2 separate regions of the Oryctolagus cuniculus genome follow, and region 2 is linked to region 1. A link is a contact called in public Micro-C data. All regions are on one chromosome and are shown on one strand. Each heading gives the region's core, a stretch centred on a gene start, on an enhancer-like site or on the middle of the called end of the contact. The rest is flanking DNA. Distances are from core to core; before and after follow the strand shown. Region 1 has its middle 36 kb from the start of EMP1. Region 2 holds the start of EMP1 (epithelial membrane protein 1).

The links. Hi-C and Micro-C count contacts between places; a contact is called where the count stands out from the background.
Region 2: a Micro-C map of ear pinna shows a contact between it and region 1, with 2.3 times the contacts expected there. The contact joins the promoter of EMP1 here to the enhancer-like site in region 1. A contact is called at or near these places in 2 of 6 Hi-C or Micro-C datasets (ear pinna and psoas muscle).

The regions. Positions count from the first base shown.
Region 1 is chr9:110,828,361-110,834,682 of mOryCun1.1, reverse strand. No RefSeq gene overlaps it. Among named protein-coding and RNA genes, the nearest start is that of EMP1, 36 kb to the left of the region's middle. Within about 2 kb of position 2,417, at least 4 of the 8 cell types and tissues checked have an H3K27ac peak or open chromatin away from gene starts, as enhancers often do. A contact at or near this core is called in ear pinna, where this site is marked.
Region 2 is chr9:110,863,962-110,870,283 of mOryCun1.1, reverse strand. It overlaps EMP1 (epithelial membrane protein 1), which reads right to left and starts at 2,878. Exons shown (of 5, transcript NM_001082357.1): 1 at 2,743-2,878.

The DNA of each region.
Region 1 (6,322 bases), core at 1,168-3,667:
CTTATCATCAGCTACCAAGTAGATAATCAGCCTGAAGTACTCATTAAGCTGTGTGCTCCGGTCTTATCTAGAAAACCTGTGGACATAGAGGTTATAGGCCCTGCCCTTAAAATGTGTGAACAGGTAGGTCGCCTATCTGGCACAAACCATTGTCCTCAGCACATGCCACACACATTCCCATTGTTGGTCTTCACAGTGACACATCCTTTAAAGTCCCCATTCCCACTCTTTTTCAGAAGAGGGAACAGAACCTCTCAGAGGTAAAAGAGGAGCCCCACTCAAGTAACACCTGGTAAGTGACAAACCCAGGACTTCCAACTCCAAGTCCACAGCACTTTGCGTAACACCACATTTGCATTAGAGACAATTCATTCCACTTGGAAACATGAGGGCACTCCAGGAAGTTCACAGAAAATGGAATTCAATGACAAGTTTATTTTAGCACAAAAACATTTTGAGATCCACACCGCTGAGGGGTATTCAAAAAGTTCATGGAAAGCATGGTTTATGAAAAAAAGTATGCATGGTTTTCAAATGTTTTGGCACCGAAATAAAGTTATCTTCAGACTCTATTTCCCATGAACTTTTCAAAGTGCCCTCGTATAGAGCTCCATACCTTGAAATGGACTCAAGGCATTTTAAGTACTGCGTCAACTAGAACAAACACACGAGAAAAACTCCCAGCTGTGTGTTCTCACATCTCTTCTGTAAAAAGAAGGGTTGAGCAGTAATAGAACCCAAAAAGAAGCAACTTTTGAAAAATATAATTTGAAAGAAACAGAAGGCTCTAGATTGGCAGAGAAGAGAAAATGAAGTTGGAATTAGCATCTCCCTTCATCTTACTAAGACATTCCTACAGCTGTGGAATGAATTTTCCACCCTGTCTACCAGAGCACAAGGAATCATGGCAGGGTGGAGTCAAGTTAGACAGCACAAAAAATATTTTTGGTGATGAGGTAGCTAAATACCAAACTTTCCTGAAAGGAAGTGGTGAAATGTCAATTTCTGCACTCCAACCCCACCCCCCTCCTGTCAGAGGCAGGAGCTCAGAAAACGTCATCTGAAAATGGCGATCCCGTGGCTATAACTTTATTACAGGCACATAAAAAAGTTCAGTGCAGCCCATATAACAACAAACTATTGCTCAACCCCGGACCCTCCCAGAGAGCCACTGTGGAGTCATCTCTCACCTTTCCTCCCTGGTTCCCATACCCCGACAAGCAGGAACCGGCAAGAGTCTGAGTCAGAGGGTCACGTGACTGAAAGTGCACATGGGGCCTCCCTCCACACTTGGCACAGCTACATGAAACCACATCACCGTGCCCTGTGCACTTGGGAGCACCAAGGCAGTTAGAAGTTTATATCAGGAAACATCCCAGGGCTCCCATCCAGCCGTCCATGCTTGACAGAAAACTCATACTTGGAAGTGATTTATTGCAATGGGCAGCAGCCTGGCTGAAGACCATTTCAGCTGCCCACGTGACTGCTGCTCACAGCTGGGGTCTGCTGGATCCTGCAGCACCAGGAGTCCCACGCCCTGGTCCCACTGCCCCTCACCGTTTTCTATGAAGAGGATTCTGGGATGTCTGCTTCCCTGGGCTCTGGCTGCTGATTGGATGTCAGTTAGTTGATGGTTGTTTGGTTGGTTAATTAGCTAACTAGTTGATTATTCAGCTGGTAGGCTAATTAGTTTTACAAATAGCACAGAGCATAATGTACCCCCAAGCAAAGGCTACTGGGCTGGGAATATGGTGGAAAAGTTAAACTGCCACTTGGGAAGCCTGTAACTCATATCAGAATGCCTGGGTTTGAGTTCTAGCTCCACTTCCAATTCCAACTTCCTGCTAATGTACACCCTGGGAGACAGTAGATGATGGTCCAAATACTTGGGTCCTTGCCACCCATGTGGGAGACCCAGATAGAGTTCCTGGCTCCCAGCTTTGGCCCAACCCAGTCTTGGCTATTTACAGGCATTACCAGCAGATGGGAGAGATTCTCATTCTCTTCTCATTCCTTTCTTTATCCCTCCCCACCGCCTCTTCCCTTCAAGTAGATAAATAAATAAAAAGAAAAAAAAAAAAGATGTTATGTCATAGACTCACGAATAATTTTTCTGCCCCTGTAGGAAAACAGAAAAGATCTTGAACAGGAAGTTCCCATGAGGAAATGATTCTCTTCCACTCTGAGGGTTTCCACTTTCCTAGGAATCCTGGAGTCAGACTACCCAAAGTAGTCAGACCTTAGGAATCATCTGGGAAAACCTCCTTGTTTTCCAGGAAAGGAAACCCCAGTCTAGAGAGTGGGAGCGACTTGCCCTTGGGCACATATCTGCTCAGTGTCATTCACCTGGGCGCGGACCCACACGCATCCAAGGCGGAGGAGGAGGAGAAGGAAGTAGGCCATTTCCTTGTGGTTCAAGCCATGAGGTTTGCTTTAGATGGGCAAGTATAGTTTTAGATGGTTCACCTCCCCCTTCACCAAACATGCTGCCTGCCGTGCTCTTGTCTCCACAAGAAAATGTTCAGTCCACAGGCACCAGCCATTCCTTCCAGCAGAAGTGAGGTGCTTCCTGACCCACAGAAGGGAGTGGCTATCCCTGGCAAGCTCAGCCTGGATGCCAAATACAGGTTGTTGTGGTTTTTTTTTGTTTTTTTTTTGTGTGTGTGTTTTTATTTCCATTCTCACTTCCTAAATCCTAGAGCTCGCTTTCTCACCACCAAAGTGGATCAGTCAGGTATAGACAATGTAGGAAGACTGAAAGAGTCTGGGCTTGCAAATCCGAAGGCCTACATACGTACTAGCTGCATGCCTCACTCAGTGACTGGCAGCTTGGCTTTCGGGACTAGAATGCCGTGAGGCCATGAGAGTGTAATGAGATCATCTTTGGGGAAAGCCCTTTAGAAGCTCTTACGAGAGGAAACAGAAGGGACTCTCATCACGGGCTTCAGGCTGCCTGGCTTGACCATGCTATGGAGTTCACAGCCCACAGGAAGGGTGTCAGTGGCTGGGCTGGGCCAGAGGTGGAGCTGCAGATTAGAAATGTGGTCTCCCCGACCTGTGTACACAGGAAAGCACCTCTTCCCACAGCTCTCAGAGGGGACAGGGCTAGGCAGGTCATGGCTGGAGCCAGCTGTGTGCACAATCCCAGGAGGCTGCTGCTCCAGGTCAGCCCCAGACCTGCTCTTGTTTGCTTCATCTTTGTTTGGCTCTCGTAACTTCTGGAATATTTTACAGAGGCTGGGGTGCTACAAGCCTGGCACACATGCAGCTCACACAGGGCAACCACGCCTCCTCTCCCTGATGTGATCTTGTACAATTGGAGAGCCGGGTATCTTGGTAGAGTGGTTAAGGTGTTGCTTGGGATGCCTGCATCCTTAGAGTGCCTGGGTTCGAGTACCAGCTCTCCTCCTAATTCCAACTTCCAACTGATGCACACCCTGCGAGGTAGCAGATGAAGGTTCAAGTACTCGGGTCCCTTCCACTCGTGTGGCAACCCAGATAGAGTTCCAGACTCATGGCTGTGGCCCAGTCCAACCTGGCCAATGTGGGTATTCGGGAAGTAAAAAGCAAATAGAAGACCTCTGTCTCTGCCTTTCAACTAAATACATAAAATTACATTATTAAAAAAAAATTGGAGAACTGGGGCTGTTGGTGTCCATTCTGTAAGACTCCACTTCTTCTCAAGTGCTCTGTGGCCCACCTAGCCCAGTATCTGCAGCAGCCTTGACATGAAACATAACCTCCCATCCAACTTGCAGCGCTACCACCCTTCCCTCTCCATCCCAAAGCCCTTGCTCCCTCCGGTGTGAGGGAGCGCAGAGTCCTCTTCTTCCCGGGTTAACTGTACTACCCACTTCCTCACTTCCTCTCGAGCCCTCCTCCCTCAGTGGGCACGGCAACGTCTACCCACCCCCCTTTCCCATCCCACGGCACCTGCATGTCTCCTCTCTCCAGACTTTCCCCTCCTGGGAGCATGTGCAGACTTCTAACAGTGTGAGAAATGCTCTTCGTCTGTTCCTTCTATCAGCAATTCCATTCTCATGTTGCTTTTGTTGCCACACTTGTAAATCAGTGGTTAGACCCGCAGTCTCTTCTTGGCCTGGATCAGTATTTTGTCCCAGCTGCCCCTCAGCAGAGCTTTACCATGCAATTGGCTAGAAGCTGCTGCCCAATGTTTGGTCCACACCCTTCCTCTGCAATAATTTTCCGCTCAGTGGAATTCTCTCTCAGGACCTCTGTGCCACTGTATAACACTCACGTCTGCATCCTTCTGTCTGCTCCTGTGCCCCCTTTGTCAACTCCTGTTTTAAAAAGATTTACTTTATTTCTTTGAAAATCATCATAACAGAAAGAAAGGGAGAGACAGAGAGAGAAAGAGAAAGTCCATCTACTGATTCACTCCCTAAATGGCCAGGGCTTGGCCAGGCCAAAACCAGGAGCCAGGAATTCCAGCCAGGTCTCCCATGTGAATGGCAAGGATCCAAGTACTTAGGTCATCTTTTGCTGCTTTCCCAGGGATATTAGCAGGGAGCAGGATGAGAAGCAGAAGCAAAGTGGCTGGGATTTGAGTCATAACTCTGATATGGGATGCTGGTGTCACTGTGCCACAGTGCCAGCCCCAACTCTTCTTCACTTGCCATCTACTACTCTGTCTCATGCCAGCTCACCACTGAATGGATCATTTAAATCCATTCTTTTCTGGAAATCTTTAAGCTCCTGACCACACTAATTTAAAATGGCTCTCCATGTCCCCAACAAACATGAACCTGCCACTTGCATATTGCAAGAGCCTGGGCTTTAAGGTAGGAAGCCTGGGTTTGGATTTTTATTTCAAACAAATCACTTAATGCTGGATGTCTCAGATGTCTAATCTGTACAATGGATAACATCATTGTAATTATAGATCTTTAGGGAGAATGAAATCAGAATACATTTTTGAAATACCCAAAAGAATACCTGACATACAGCAAATACTGAATACTTGCTGTCCATCCATCCCCTTTACCTTCTTTTTCTAAGGAAACTGTTGGCTTTTTGAAGAAAGGGACCAATGAATTTCTCTCCTCAGCACAGTACTGAAATAATAGTACCCAATCAATAATGCTAAATGATTGAAGATGTTGAATGAATATTGAAGAATGTTGAAGAGTTATTTAAACAAGCAGAGTTCAACATCAGAAAATCTCTTAATTAATATACCACATGAATAGATTCAAGGGGTAAAACATCTGATCATCTCAATAGGTACAAAGAAGCCAAAATTCTACTTTGTCCTAAAACAAAGGCTCACCAGCAATAAAATACTCTTAATGGAAAAAGTGTTCATCAAAATACTGTAGATAATATCATATTTGAAGATAAAACCTTAAAAGCACGGGCTGATGCTGTGGTGCAGTAGGTTAAAGCTCCAGCCTGCAGCTCTAGCATTCCATATGGGCACTGTTTCGAGTCCCGGCCACTCCACTTATGACCCAGCTCCCTGCTAATGCACCTGAGAAAGCAGTGAAAGATGGCCCAAGTACTTGAATCCCTGCACCTATGTGGGAGACCCAGAAGAAGCTCCTGGCTCCTGGCTTCGGATTGGCTCAGCTCTGGCTGCTGCAGCCATTTAGGGAATGAACCAGTAGATGGAAGACTCCTCTCTCCCCCTCTGTTTGTGTGTGTGTGTGTGTATGTATGTCTACCTCTCTCTGTAAGTCTGTCTTTCAAATAAATAAAATAAATCTTTTAAAGAAAAAAAAAACCTTAAAAGCAATTAACTGGGCAGGTGCCGTGTTAATCCTCCGCCTGTGGCGCCGGCATCCCATGTGGGCGCCAGTTCTAGTCCCGGTTGCTCCTCTTCCAGTCCAGCTCTCTGCTGTGGCCTGGGAGGGCAATGGAGAATGGCCCAGGTGCTTGGGCCCCTGCACCGCATGGGAGACCAGGAGAAAGCACCTGGCTCCTGGCTTCGGATCGGCGCGGCTCCAGCTGTCGCAGCCACTTGGGGAGTGAACCAGCACATGAGAAATGTCTTTGTCTCTCTGCTTCACTTTAATTTTTTTTTAATTTTGTAGAAAATAGAATTAAAAGGTAAGTTTTCTAAAATTTTTGTTTTTACAAAGATGCTAAACAGAGGGCTAATGTGATTACCATATAAAGCCTTTAAAAAAAAAAAAAAACAAAGTGCAAAGAAATCCACCATAAATAACTGGGGAAAAAAATGCAGTAGACAATTCACAGAAAGTAAAGTATAAATAGTTAATCAATATTTTAACCCATTATCAAAGAAATTCAAGCTGAAAATAAGTGGTTAACATTTTTACAAATTAGATTAATTAAAATG
Region 2 (6,322 bases), core at 1,629-4,128, 35 kb before region 1:
TAAAGGAGGAACTGGATTCACGTGTTCCTCAGAATCAAATCACGGGGGCATGGTTGATGACACGCATCATTTCAAAGCTTCAAGAAATGTTCTTTCTGATCCTTAGGCCAAGAATAAGACAAAACAATGCAATAAAGATCCATTGCATTTGTTAAATATTAAATAAGGATTAGATGTTTACAGGATACGGAGCATGGGGTGGAACAACAACAAAACCAGAAGATACTTGCTGGGTCACTTCGGGCCTCCAGACCAGGAAGTCCTAGGAACGCGATTTTCACTCAGTTTAAGAAACTCCAGCGCTTAGAGCTGTCCAGCAAAGGGGGATGAGCATGAGGAGGCCTCCAAGGCACTGCCCTTTCCCTTCTGAAAATTTTAAGGAGCTAGACGTTCCAACCGTCTGATATGGGGTAAAAATTAGGCTTCTGCCTATTGTAGGAGCAGGGGTGAGTCCATCCCCCAAGATCACTCCCGAATTTGGAGTTCTGTGAATGAGATGAAGGGTGGACGGGATTGGCGCCCTCTCCTCTGGTTTTTGCCCACTCTAGGCTCTGCCGGGGCTGCAGCCAAGCACCTTCCTTCCTGAGTGTCCGCCCGCACAGTCTCTGCAGCACTCCCCGTGGCCCAGCACAACCTGAAATCCCCAGGGCCACCAGCGCCAAGCCAACAAGGGGGTCCCCATGAGACCCAGTCACAAGGCTTGGAGCTGGACGGGCCTGATCTGGCCCCCGCAGGGAAGCGGGGGAGGCCAACAAGGGCCCAGGAAGTGGTTGCTGTACTCTGCAGAGGGCTTGGCCTGCGCTCTCCTCAGATAGCTTCCCGGCCGGTTCTCAGGATGTGATCCGGTCTGGGTTGGTCCTTCGTGGCCTTGTGCCAAGTCCCAGGGCAGTTTAGCGCCCCCATCCAATGAGAAAGCTTGGGGCCCCTCCGGCCAGGGCAGCGGCGCGGAGGTCCTGCAGCTGCGGACAGCATTCCGCCCCCACCCCATTCTTCAGATTCTGGTGGAATCTGATCTGCCTCTGAGGGTGGAAAAAAAATAACCCTGACATTGCAGTGTTGTCAAAGACTAGTGGCTGAAAGCCAGCGAAACTCCCGCAACTAAGAGACTTGCCCACTGCTTTCGGAAGGCAGAGCAGAAAGTAGGAACCAGAACAGCAGTTTGTAAATCGCACCTCAAAACTCCAGGGGAGAGCACGCAGCGCCTCTTCTCCCTTGTAAAGGTGCAGTATCACGCGAGACACCACAAAGGGTTGAAGTCACGATGGTTTACACCCCAAGAAGTGCAGGGGTTAGGCATTGCTTGTTAGTTTTAACCTGCTCAGAACCAAATTAAGATTTGTATTCCCTTCATAAGATACCACCATTATCAATTGAATCATGGTTTCCCCAGCTCACATCCATGGGATCTGGAAAGCGTAAACATTTAAAGCTAACGTAGGAGTTCCCTGGATCTTGAAAATCATCCTTGCTCCTGCGTAACCGTTCCTCCAGGGCAATTTTACAGGCATTCTGCCTACTTGACACACTGGCTGATTACATTTCAAACTTCTCCTCCCAACGTCCTGCATTTCTGAGGGAAATGCCTCGCTTCATCAGACAAGCTGAGTCCTGCCATGCTGCTCGTCTTGTTGACGAGGGGGAAAAAAAAAAAAAAAAGAAAGAAAACACCAGTATCTATGTTGAAATGGGCCACACCTCTGCAGACACTCAACCAAAATGCTAGCCTAAAAAAAAACCAAAAGCAATGAAAAAAGGCGCCCCTCGTGTCTCCAGATTCCCTCCGTGATCAGCGTGCATGTTGGCGTTTGCACAACTGCGTTTTTGAGAGAGTGAGAAGATAGATGCAGCTCCCAGGCAGCCACCGCCTTCCACGCAGAAACATTGCACGAGCACTTTTTAAAAATTCTTGTATCTTTTCTGATCGGCCCTCTTTGCACTCAGCACTGAAACCCGGCTGTCTCTAGGGTGAAAGCAGAGAGCCAATCAATAATTTCCTACTGGAACAGACAGAGGCCCCGTGCCCCACCCTCTGCTCCAGATCCAGCTGCCCTCCCGCCTCCCCCCAGCCTCCACATCTGCCCAGAAGAGAAGGCGCCTGGAATCCACATCAGTCTCCTGAGCCCCTCCCACGTTTTATGTGAAATACCATTTGCCTCTTTCTCTAACGGTTTTCTTTAAACAACCCAATCCCCTCTTCCCAGCCCACAAGGGAGAAACAAATACTTCCATTGACACAGAAGTGAATGGGCAAGCGAAAGGGTAGTAAAAGCAACGGCAACAGCAAACTGTAAGCCAGGTACGTGCCCACTGGCATCCAAAAACAACCACCCACAGGACAACAAACCAATAAGCAAAGAAACAATTCAAGTCCCGAAGCAATCTGAATCCAAACGGAGGCGTCAGACACAGCATGTGGCAAGTTCACTGTCACTTCCGAGGTACACAGCAGTTTCTCCATAAAGAATATCCAATGTCCCTGCTCCGTCTACACATTGAGAGCAAGAATCTAATTACGGCATCACATGTTACAGCTGGGTCCTGGTGATGACCCCCCCCTCCCCCCGGCCCCTCCTCAACATCCACTTTTCTCTACTTTATGGAAAATTGATCTCAGTCTCCACTTTTAGCTGCAAGTTGCAAGGATTTCATTCTTAGAGAACTGTAGGAAAACAGCAAAGGAGAAAAAAGCAAAAGTCAAGGTCAGAAAAAGGAGTTTGGTCCCAGCGTTAGGAGCTGTCCTACCTTGAGGGTCCCAGCGACAGAGGTGCCCGGAGTGGCAGGAGCTGCTGGCCGCTTGGTCCGCTCTACCGGAGGTATGTGACTGCAATGAGGGGAGGGCCCTGCGTCCCGAGGTTATAAGTTTCCTCGGCTGGTGAGCTGGGGTGTGTGCTGGGCGGCTTCTTCTCACTGGTGTTTTAAAGGAGTTTCTATGAATCAGTCTGGCTTTAAAAAAAAAAAAAGATTTGTTGGTAAGCTACGCCCTGCTAAATTGGCAGTCAGTCAAGAGTGGCTGGGAGTGAGCCATCAATTCAGAGAACCCTGTTGTAGGCTCTCTCTGACTCAGAGACTCAGACCACAGTGGAAAAAGGAGTGACATTGCTTCAAATGAGTAATAGGAGTCACACAAATAGCTCTGTTTACCGAAGCCCATTCCTCCTACCCAGAAAGGAGGCTTGGTTACCATGGACATGAGGCCAAACACAGGTCTCAGCTGGGGATGAGGAGGGTGGCAAGGACAGCCCCCTGCTAATTGCAGCCCTAGCTAATCATCAGCCTGGATTCCCATTCTTCCTCCTCCGTCAAATGCATCAGTGGCTGCTCATGGTCAGGAATCATCAGATTTATCTCTTATTGAGGCCCTCCTGACCCTTGGGCACTGCCCTGTGGGTGGCAGCTTAGTGAGGCCCTGGAAGCAAAAGGGTACCCACCAAGAGCCCTGGTAGTCCCACCTCTGAGGCACGGGGCACTGATGGCAGGGCAGACAATGCCTGCTCTTTAATTATGCTCTGCAAGGGCCCGATCGACTGTCCACACTCCAGGAGGAAGTCCTCCAGTTAAGAACTTTGCTCTGGGAGCTCCATAATTAGCTGGACCTTGTTCCACAATTGACTTTCTTGAACTCGGCCAGTAGAGTAATCATCATCCCTGCCTCTTTGCACCACTTCTCTGACACTCAATACTGGTGCTGGGAGGGGCCTTTGAAGTCACTTAATCCCACAGCCCAGGCAGGGGAGGGGCCCCATGCCTGAGTTCAAGCCCGGCTTTCCACTTGTTGGCTGTGTGCCTTTGTGCCAATCCCTTAACCTCTCCATACCCATTTCCTCCTGCATAAAATGAGAGAGTAGAAACCTACGTCATAGAGCTATAATAAGAAATATATATCCATGTATAGGGCCAACACCAGTACACAGAGTGAGCACTCAATGTTAGCCACAAAGATTGCTTTGCTGGAAAAGAAACTTAGCCCAGAGAGGCAAAGTGACTTATCCAAGGAGACAGCAGCAGTGAGCACTAGTAGCTTAGATGCAAGTCTGCCACACCCAAGCAATTCTACTGCTGTGGTTCTCTGCTACATCCTGACCACCTAGCTCCCTTCAAGGTATGCTTTATAGTCATTCATTCAGTCAGTCATTCATTCACTCAACCAATATTTGCTGCAAGCCAGACTTCAACAAGGCCCTGTTCAGAGCTTTGGGTCATAGAAGCAAACAGGATCCCTGCCCTGCTAGAATTTACATATCATAAAAGAATAGAGAATGGTCAGGTGATCAAATGTTGATCAAAACAGGTGGTAAGACAGCAGGTGAATTTTAGTTTCTTTGAGCCACCCTTCTGTATTTTCCAAATGTTCTCCAACAAACCCACATTATTTTGATTTTTAGGGAAAAAATATTTCAACATGAAAATTAAGAATGTTTTCTAGGGAAAACAGCACACACATGCACACACAATGACACATACACACTCACAATGATGGGACACTATGTCTCCTCAAGTCCCTGGGAACTATAGCATATCCCTGTATGAGAAGAAAGTATAGGTTTTTCATTAAAAACTGAAGCTGGGGCCAAAGATTGCATCAGTTTCTCATACATTTCCTCACCCACCCCTTGCCCATCACTCATTTGATGGTAAATCACCTGTCAGTGAGAAGCCACCCCCAGCAGTGGGTTAAGAGCAGGGAGAGCAGGGACCCCTCGGGGCCGTGAGGAGGAGGCGCGCTCCCCTGCCGGAATCCGCCTGGCCCTTTCCTGCTCTTGGGTTGCTTTTCACCTCCCAGGCCTCCTGCCAGTTTGCAACTCTCTCCTCCTCCAGCAGTAGATAAAGGAGTGCTGGGTTCCAAGCAGAGTCCTAAGGTGCCGAAGTGTATGTGGTCTGGCTGCATTTTTTAAAGAGAAACCTGGAGCCATGGAACATTAGGGAGGTGATGGCATTCTCCCTGCCATCCCGCTCTTCGGGTTAACAAAGGAGAAACTTTTCTTACAATGCCTGAGTGCTGGATTGGAAACAGAAAGACAGTGGATTGCCGGGCAGTGGTGGTGAGCAGGGTGTGGACGCCTCCATTTCTGCCCCAGAGGGAGTAGACGGCAGTGCCTTCCAAATGGGCTTAATGAATCTTACCTTCCCATGTGTTTTTGGAGATGTGTGGGTTTGGAGAGAAAATGCTAAATTCCATGAGCTTCTAACACACACACACACACACACACACACACGGTAGTGCCATATAAAGTTAAGTTGTGTAAACATTTTTTAAAAGATAAATGTTAGTTCAGGATTTCTAAAGGCTCATAATTAACCCTTGAAATATCGCTACGCTCATTTTATAAAGCAACATTAGCAAGACCAGGAAAGACACCGGATTGGCTCAGGCTGAAGTTTGGGCTGATTGTGGCTTTGGAAGTCATTAAGACGTGAAGCCTGATTCTTTCCATGGCAGGAAGGGGACAGTTTTGAGACTGTGGACAGTGAAGGGTTTTCAGCAGTCTCAAATCACAGGGGGCTGAGGAACATGGCTCTCCTGGCATCTCTACAGGTCTTCCCTATCAGCCTGAAGTGGTCTGCCTTGCTGGGCTCGTCCTCCCCACTCTGAAGGTAGATTAGCCATATGGGTTCCCATGTGGGCACAGGTTCATGTGCCCTCGGTCAGGCCGTATGCTGTGGGAAGGAAAGTCCCCTCCTGCCCAGAGCAGCAGTGTGGCTGTGGCACAGACATCTTCTCCCCTGCTTCTGAAGCAATGAGAAGTAGCTCCTGGAGTGATGCCATTTGCAACATTTTCAAGTCTGAGCAGGTGCAAACCCTTTTAATGAATGCATGAATCAAGGGCTTTAATGACTGCTACAAGAAGAAGTCTCCTAAGGTAGGTCTGGGCCCCTGCAGCCTCAGGAAACCAATAATAGCTTGAACTTGTTTATGCTTAAACTCAGTCATAAAGAGTACCAGTCTATGTTCCCCATGTGTGGCAGGTGCCATGTTAATATCAGCTAACACTGTCTGAAAGGCAAATTGACTGGAAATGACACAGCCTCTTCCAAAGTCCAGTGAGTATTTCTTCCTTGCCACCCCTCTTTGAAATTTGAGAATCTACCAGACATTTCAAATTCCTCCCCTTTCCTCCTTTCACTGCTTTCTGCTACACCTGTCTGTACTTCTCCCTCTAGCTGTTTCCTTCCTCCATTGATTGTTTACTTTCTTAAATCTTCTCAATAAGATGAACTTTTAATACAGGTGCACAGAATGAGAAGTCTCTAATGCCCTCCTTAGTCTCCTCATTTCTTGTGTCTTAGCTAGCTTGACCTGAAATGGCTTTTGAAAGAAAAAAAA